2 separate regions of the Ovis aries genome follow, and region 2 is linked to region 1. Evidence: chromatin contacts called from public Hi-C data. All regions are on one chromosome and are shown on one strand. The core of a region is the stretch at or near the end of the contact, and the rest is flanking DNA. Distances in the headings are between cores, read along the strand shown.

Region 1 (4,635 bases), core at 1,448-3,947:
CCCTCTCTAGGGACAGACAGAAGAGCCAAGAAACCAACAAAATTATAGTACAAATTTGTCACTCAATATATTTTAAAACTATAGTGGGCTTCCCAGGTGGCGCTAGTAATAAAGAATCCACCTGCCAATGCAGGAGACAAAGGTTCAATCCCTGGGTTGGGAAAATGCCCTGGAGAAGGAAATGGCAACCCACTGCAGGATTCTTGCCTGGTGAGCTACACTCCATGGGGTCGCAAAGAGTCAGACACAGCTAGGCATACACACACACACTAACAAACCTGTCAAGATTGTGCAGCAGTTTTGCTGTGGTTTCAGATTTAGTGATAATAAGAGACTATGAACAAGTTGATATGTTTTAGCAGATTAGTTTTAAATATGAAATTTACCTGCAGGTAAGATAATAACCAAAATGACCTTCTGGGCCTTCTCAAGTTTGAGATTCTACATTGCACAGAACTAGCCCATTCCAGGGTTTTGTAATTCAGTAAATTACTGGCCTAGAACAAAAGCTAAACATCAAGATTAAAAGGACCCTAAGAGGTCTTCTGCTAATTCCTCCCCTCTAAAATACCTTGAATGAATATTTATTCCTTCACTCTTTGCCTTTCTTTTTTTGTTGTTTTTCAGTCACTCAATCACGTTCAGCTCTTTGTAACCCCATGGACTGCAGCACGCCAGGCTTCCCTGTCATCCACTATCTCCCTGAGTTTGTGCAAACTCATGTGCATTGAGTCGGTGATGCCATCTATTTATTTATTTAGCTGTACCAGGTCTTAGTTGCAGCACTTGGAATCTTTGATCTTTATTGCAGCAGGCAGGATCTTTAGTTACAGCATGTGAACACTCAGTTGCAGCTTGTGGGATCTAGTTCCCTGATCAGGGATAGAACCTGGGCATCCTGCTCTGGAAGCTCGGAGTCTTAACCACTGGACCACCAAGGAAGTCCCTACCTTTCTTTATCGACTCTCTGCAGATGACACTTTACAACACCTGAGTAATCAATTCGTTTCATAACAAATTCTGCAATGAAAATAAGATTTTTTGGTCTCAGACAAAATAAACATCCATTGCAGCTGACAAAAGTTAAACCAGTGACCTTAAGTTATTTTAAAAAGTGTTTCTATTTCTTTAATGGATTTTTTTCCCCATGAGCCCTGGAAACTAAATGCATACAGTTTGAAATTTAGCATATAACCACAAATGGCAGCAAAGTACTTAAATCCAAGGTAATCTATAATTCTTTATCAATGTTAATAATCCATTTTACTAATGAGGCATAGCTAATCCTAAGTAAATTCTGCCCCCTTGTGGATTAAAATGTCCACAACTAGTTGCATGGGGCCAGTTCTTTTTAATTCTATCAATTAGCCCTTCAATGATGATCTTTAAAAATAATATACAATGGAACAAAATTAGATTATTTGTATAAATTGTGTAAGAGCTGATTGATGATGACAAAATATACTGACAGCGAATAGTATACCTCTGTATCTTACACTTTGTATATTAGGACCATGTCTTGACTATACCAAGTGCTGGATAAATATTCATAGAATGTTAGGAAAAACATGAAATATTGGGTTTAACATCCACATAGAAGAATTCCTTTCATAGCTCCTGATACACCCCCACTCAAGTGACTCCAGGAATGGAAAATTCATTAAATGATAACAGCTTGTTCTCCGATCAGGCAGGAATTAACTGTTAGAATGTCTATCAGCATATTAAGCCAAAGTATGGATAAACAATATGGTCCTACTCTATAGCACAGGGAACTATATTCAATATCCTGTGATAAACCATAATGGTAAAAATATGAAAAAAATGTATATGTGTATGAAAGAAAGTGAAAAGTGAAAGTGAAGTCGCTTAGTCGTGTCCGACTCTTTGCGACCCCATGGGCAGTAGCCTGCACCAGGCTTCTCTGTCCATGAGATTTTCTAGGCAAGAGTACTGGAGTGAGTTGCCATTTCCTTCTCCAGGGAATCTTCCCGACCTAGGGATCGAACCCAGGTCTCCCGCATTGTAGACAGATGCTTTACCATCTGAGCCAGCTGAGTCATTTTGCTGTATAGCAGTGATGAACACAACATAGAAATTCAACTCTGGTGGTGGTGGTGGTTTAGTCACTCAATCGTGTCCGACTCTTTGTGACTCCATGGGGAAGCCTGCCAGACTTCTCTGTCCGTGGGATTTCACAGGCAAGAATACTGGAGTGGGTTGCCATTTTCTTCTCCAGGGGATCTTCCCAACCCAGGGATCAAACCCTCCTGCTTGGCAGGCAGATTCTTCACCACTGAGCCACTTGGGAAGCCAACTATACTTCAATTTAAAAAACAAACAACAACAACAAAAGATATATATATATATATATATATATATATATATATATATAGCCAAATGGAATAAATCCTTTGTCAGAGAATCATATCATTTCAGAACTGGAAAGAGGTGTTGGAGATCTCCCAGTTTATCCTTTTATGGTTGAATCCATTACACCATCTGGACCTAATTCTGCTCTCTGGAACAACACTCAATAAGTTCCATCCTGCCAACTTTTCATCGATAATTGTCAACTATTCCTCATATGACAAGTTTTTTAGATCCCATCATCTCCCAGTTACAACCCTGGATGCCAGCTTTGTTGTGAGCATCCCTCCCATGTGCAGCTTCTAGAACTGAACACAGATGTCTGGATGTGCTCCTTTGTCTAGGATAGAAAACAATGAAGCAGTTATGCCTTAGGACATTAAACCTCTTTTAATGCAGCCCAAGCTCATTGGGATTTTTCAGCAATTATATCATACTACTGGTCGGTATAAATCTTGTAACCCCCCAGGTCCTCCAGGTCTTTCCCAACCCTGTACTTCTGCCTGGCTATAACTTTTAACAATTGTTGCTATTAAATTTCATCTTGTTTTTGCCTCAGAATCTCAGCTAGCAAGATAACTGTATCTTTAAAAAATATATTTATTTATTTGGCTGTGCCAGGTCTTGGTTGCAGCACAATCTTCTATCTTAATTTGCAGGATGTTTGGCTGTGGCATGTGAGCTCCTAGGTGTGGCACGTGGGACCTAGTTCCCTACCCAGATTTTGAACTCTGGTCCCCTGCATTGCGAGCACAGAATCTTAGCCACTGGACCACCAGGGAAATCCCAGATAATTGTATATCTTAATGTGTCTACTCAGATTAGTTCTGCTACCTAGCTCTGGGCCATCCATATTTAAAAACATGATCTCTGTGTTTCCAACCAGTCAAATTCAAGGGAGAAGCTTTGATTCAGAAAAGAGATTAGAAAACACTGGAGGTGGGCCCATGTCCCTGAAGAGCTACCCATCAGCCATGTGGCCTCAGCTGTGTGGTCCTCCAATTTCTCTTCTCTGAAACAGAGGTGATAACATGAGCTCTCAGGTGCTCCTAGGGCTCACATGAAAAAATGCAGTTGAATAGGCTGAGTTAAGTGTTAATTGCTAAATAAATGTAAAGTATTATTAATCATTAGCTTTCAAATGGTTTGAGGAGGGAGGAGAAACTTTTGTATCTCTTTTCTACCTGATAGGTGAAGAGCGCCTTACGATTTTTTACTGTGGATAAATACACATGAAGCACATATTGAGACAGTTTTTCACAGAGGGGAAGGGAGGTGAGTTGATAGTTTTTAATCAGCCTGTGTTTAGTCTGGAAACTTCAACTATCTTCTATCAGCGTCTCTCCCTTTCCTTTCCCCCCTCTCTTCTCCTCTTTGTCTGATCTGGCTCCCTCCCTCCCCTCTCCCCTCCCCGTCCTCCCCTCCTCCTCTCTTCCACACTCCCCCGCCCCCTCCTCCTCCTTTATTCCATCTTTCTCCCTGCTTTTCCCTTCCTTCACCTCCTCTAAAACCAACCCTCAGACTGGAAATCAGGAGGAAGCTCTATACACCCCCTGCCTCCCCCGACCCACCGCCGCCACCACCACTGAAGCCAAGGCTTCCACCTTGGTCCTTGCACCCACACCATCATTTTAGGATTTCAGGAACAAATATTCACCTCCTTGGGGGAAAAGATAACAAGGCACCACGCTGATTCCCAGATGCCTGAAATTCCACTGATAACCACAGCTGTGTTCCTTCAGCTCCAGTCTTTTTCTAAATATCAAATATACGTTTGTCTCTGAGGAGACAGCGAAATGAATCATTTAGCAGCTCAGAGTGAATTTGGTTTTCCTTTTCCAAAGACCTCATAAAGGCCTTTGGCTGGAGAGATTCTGGGGTCAGGCTAGTATGGGAAGGCAAAATAGAAAAGTCCCCTGGTTTACAGCCAGGGCGCCTGAGGGGCTGATGGGGTGGGGGAGGGGCTGCCTCTGCCTCCACTGCAGCTGCTCCCCCACCGGGGCGCTCTCTGCCTTCCCTCGGTCTGCAGGAAAAACCTGTCTGTCTCCAGAACTAGCTTAGGCCCACTTACTCCTCAGAGTCTTCCTTAACCACTCTTGTCAGAAATGATTGATTTTCCAGTAATCATGCAATGTGGTTACTTTTCCTGGGTGTGATCATGATGCTGAAATATAGCAGCAAAAATCTGTGACAAAATATATCTGTATATATATATATATCGAATCCGAGTCTCCTGCATTGCAGGCAGATTCTTCACCATCTGAG
Region 2 (4,373 bases), core at 1,531-4,030, 150 kb before region 1:
ATAGCTTCAGCTTCAGCATCAGTCCTTCCAGTGAATATTCAAGGTTGATTTCCTTTAGGATTGACTGGTTTGATCTCTTTACAGTCCAAGGGACTCTCAAGAGACTTCTCCAGCACCACATTTCGAAAGTATCAGTTCTTCAGTGCTCAGCCTTCTTTATGATCCAACTCTCTCATCTGCACATGACTGCTGGAAAAACCACTGCTTTGACTATACTAACTTTTGTTGACAAAGTGATGCCTCTGCTTTTGAATACACTGTCTTAGTTGATCATGGCTTTCCTTCCAAGGAGCAAGCATCTTTTAATTTCGTGGTTGCAGTCACCATCCACAGTGATTTTGGAGCCCAAGAAAATGAAATCTGTCACTGCTTCCACTTTTTCCTCATCTATTTGCCATGAAATGATGGGACCTGATGCCATGATCTTAGTTTGCTTAATGTTGAGTTTCAAATCAGCCTTTTAACTCTCGTCTTTCACCTTCATCAAGAAGTTCAAGATCAAATCATTGCTCTGCTTCAAAGTCTGTACCCGCTATCAGTCAACTCAGGAGTGGTGTCCAGCCAGATGCACTGATGACCTAGTGCATCCAGAATGTGCAGCCTCCTTCTGCCCGGCCTGGCTTCCCTCCACCACTCCCACTCAGTCCCCTGGATGCCTCAATCCTTGCAGTGTGGTCTTGGCATGTCTAACAAGGTGCCTCTGCCGGGCAGGAGTTATCTGAAAAGCTTAGGCACAATCCTCCCGCTTCTGTTTCTTTATGTTCACTGCTTTGAATCAGCCTTGGGCTTGGGAGGGATCTAGAAGGTCTGTTATGCATCTTGAAAGCCACCAATGAGTATTATAACACAGCCTGTAAGTAGCTTTTCTGCCTGAAATCTCACCAGATCCCTTTCCCTATCTACTCTCCACACAGCTGCTAGAATGATCTATGTAACTGTGGGCTGGGTCATGTCCCTCCCCGCCCATGTCCCTCATCTCTCTAGGGTCATCTCAGGCCCTTTGGAAGCCGGATGATGCAGGCTCATCATCCCCGAGCTCCATCCTCCCTGCCCTGTCTTCAGCCCTCTGCCCCAGCCTTACACACCTCCTCACAGATCTCCAAACGGGTGCTCTTGTGTGCCTACCTCCACGCCATCCACAGGTGCTGGCCTCTGTCTGGACTATCCTCTCCCTCCTTCACCCTCCTGGCCAACTTCTGTTCCATGGCTCAAGTCAAATGCCACCTCCCCTGGAACATCTTCTGAAACCTTCATAGACAGAGCTAGGCATTAGTTATTTCATGAGACCATCAACTTAAAATTTATGTTCACATTAGGTTATACTGATTGGTATATGTACCAATATATGAACTCCTCTAGGGAAGGGACCATATTTGACTCATTTTGACGTTCATCATGTCTGGTACTGTTTTTGGTAATTGCCCCTGGATAACAGTGTAACCAGAGCCCAGCCTTCCCTAAAGAACCGGCCAGGTCTGCATCCCAATAATCTCAGGGAAGAGTCTAACTTTGTAGACTGGAAACACCTCATTTGGACTCTAACTCCCATACCCACTCCTCTCCTGACTCTGTTAAGGAACAGAATGGAAAGTTCTTGGCTCAGGAATGAGAAGGAGGAGAGGGACAGAGGATGCCCTCAAGCTCCTTCTGGTTGGCTCACCAATGTCACTGCAACCATGCTTCTTCACCCCGCAGCCATAGTTGATTTCAGAATGTCGACTAAAATACGGAGTCCCAACCTGAAAGTAGAGAGTTATTTTATTTGGTGGGACTGCTTAGGACTCAGCCCGGGAGACAGCATCTCGGTAGCTCTGAGAAAATCACTCCAAGGAGGCAGTGGGGAAGTCAGGCTTGCAACAAGTTTGCAACAAAGGGAGAAGGTGGTCTGAACATCAAAGATCAAGTATCAAGTTAAGGAATATAGTATTCCACGTATGGGAAGATGTGAGCTTCTGGGATAACTGAATTCACTCCTTTCATATGCACCTCAGCTGCTGCTGCTGCTAAGTCGCTTCAGTCCTGTCCGACTCTGTGCAACCCCAGCTATCTGGAGCCAATGCCGTTTCCTTGTTCACCTTCTTGCAATCCCCCAGCTCCTCAGCAATCACTGTAGTGGGTGGTAGCATTTGCCAGATAGCAGGTTGGGAAGCCAGCATTCATATCTGGGGGCCAGAAATCACTGATGGCTGTGACATTTCTTGTTTATTAATATGGCAGGAGATATTTTCTCACAAGAAACAACTGGCTCCATCTTCCAGGGATCTTCCAGTCTCCCTGAACCAGGCTCATGGTGACCCCTCCGGCATGCCTGCACCAGTCAGCTGCTTGACCATCTGGGTCCCCTTCCTTCGGCCCCTCCCGGGGGCTTCTGAGCTGCCAACGCCAGCAGAGAAGCCAGTTTTAGACTCCCTGTTGGAACTGTTTCTTTGCTTTGTTTTTCGCTGCCTTTGTTATCAGAATGGCCTGCCTCAGAGAATCCTGCCCCTCTGCCTGACTGTTAAACTAAAGAGCCTTTGTTCAGGACTGGTCCACCTATGGATGGCAGGAAGGAAGAAATTAACACACACCCTGCCTGAAGCTCGCCATTCTAGATGTTTGCAAGATTAATGGCCTTTTTACTTTGCTTCCTCACCTCCCCCCATCTCTGGTCTATGAAAGAACCTGGCATCCAGACCCTATAAGATGGATATTTTGAGGCACCAGCCTGCCATCTTGTCGATCAGCCAGCTCCCTGATTAGCGTCTCTTCCTTGGCTCAGTCCCTCGTCTCTCGGATTCATTGGCCTGCCATGCGGCAAGCAGAGTGAGCTTGGACCTGGTAACGGGGGCAGCACGGCCCTCGTGGGAGGTCTGGGCTCTGCTCCGAGAAGCCCATCCTCCGGGCTTCTGTCTCTAATTGTTCCTGCAGCCGGAAGGGTAGCAGTTTCCTGCAGTAGCTCTGTCTGTATTACCTCATTGTCCTCCTTTAACTTCCCCTGTCTTCCTCTTCCTGTAAGCCATTTACCATGTTGAACTATCTTCGGTAAAATAGGCAGTACAGTTCCTACTTTCCCGATCTGACCCTGATTGGTACAGAGAGAGAACAGCTGCCGGGGACGCTGACGTCCAGCTCAGTTACTGCTTTAGAGTCACCTCGGGCCCAGGCGAACTGTGATACTAATGATCGCCATTCACTGGATATCTGCATGTTGTTCACCATGTGACAAGCCTTAATGCATCACAAAAGACTGAATATATCGGCCAGTGGCCAGACTACATGTGACAGCAGAATTCCTACCCACAGCGAGCAACTGGCACCGGAAGCCAAATCGTAGCCTCTGCAGTAATGCACCAGAGTGGTCCGGATTCGGTCGCTGACTGCCAGCTTCCCTGACTTTTGCCTCTGCTTCCAACGCAGAACTGTTGCAGGAAGGGGGGCCCCTTCCAGGGCCCGAAACTGAGCTCTTGTCTAACGCTTGGAAATGAATTGTCCGAGGAGACACATGTGCTGACAAAGCAAGAGATTTTATTGGGAAAGGGCACCCGGGTGGAGAGCAGGAGGGTAAGGGAACCCAGAAGAACCGCTCTGCCGCATGGCTCCCAGTCTCGGGTTTTACGGTGATGGGATTAGTTTCCGGGTTGTCTTCAGCCAATCATTCTGACTCAGAGTCCTTCCTGGTGGTGCACGCCTTGTTCAGCCAAGATAGGTGCCAGAGAGAAGGATTCTGGGAGGTGGTCAGACAGGTGGTGTCTCCTTTTGACCTTTCCCGAACTCTTCTGGTTGGTGGAGGCTTATTAGCTCCCTGTTCCTTACCAGGACCTCCTGTTGAAAAACAACTCATGCAAATAGTTCCTATGGTGCCTGGCCAGAGTGGGCATTTTCAATCAGCGTGCTTCCCCTAACAGAACTAAGCCAAAAAAGCCAAATATACTCCTTGAACCAGTCACATCAGATGCTCCCTGATTCTAGTCAGCCCACCTCTAGCTTCCCCCTGGCAACAACCTCCAACCCAGAGCACACAGGACGTCTTCCCCTTTCTTAATTGTAAAGTTTCCCACTCTCTGTCCGCTTCTGCATCTCTGCAAACTCACTGATGGTTTCTGGCTCCCCCGCTGTAGCAAGCTCTGTTGGTTCTCATTTGGACAATCTTCATTTATTTCCACAATTAGGTTAATTTCTTACTATCATCCAGCAAAGCAAACATACTTATGTCCATTTTACAGATGGGGAAAACTGATGCTCAGAAAGGCCAAATATATAGCAAGGCTGAGAAGCACCTTGAGAAGGAAATAAAAATCAGTTGTGTAAATAGTCTGGGATACACTGAGCCCTCTCATTTTCTTCCTGGCCTGGGGTGTAGACTGTGGACCTGAAGATGAAGGAGGCGTTGCCAC

Evidence for each region. Hi-C and Micro-C count contacts between places; a contact is called where the count stands out from the background.
Region 2: a Hi-C map of hypothalamus shows a contact between it and region 1, with 8 times the contacts expected there. The contact joins two enhancer-like sites. A contact is called at or near these places in 13 of 16 Hi-C or Micro-C datasets (blood, hypothalamus, liver and 7 more).

What each region holds. Positions count from the first base shown.
Region 1 is chr15:33,459,138-33,463,772 of ARS-UI_Ramb_v3.0, reverse strand. The region is part of intron 1 of CLMP (CXADR like membrane protein); the gene reads left to right. Among named protein-coding and RNA genes, the nearest start is that of HSPA8, 37 kb to the right of the region's middle. Within about 2 kb of position 2,697, at least 9 of the 54 cell types and tissues checked have an H3K27ac peak or open chromatin away from gene starts, as enhancers often do.
Region 2 is chr15:33,608,333-33,612,705 of ARS-UI_Ramb_v3.0, reverse strand. No RefSeq gene overlaps it. Among named protein-coding and RNA genes, the nearest start is that of CLMP, 76 kb to the right of the region's middle. Within about 2 kb of position 2,780, at least 3 of the 54 cell types and tissues checked have an H3K27ac peak or open chromatin away from gene starts, as enhancers often do.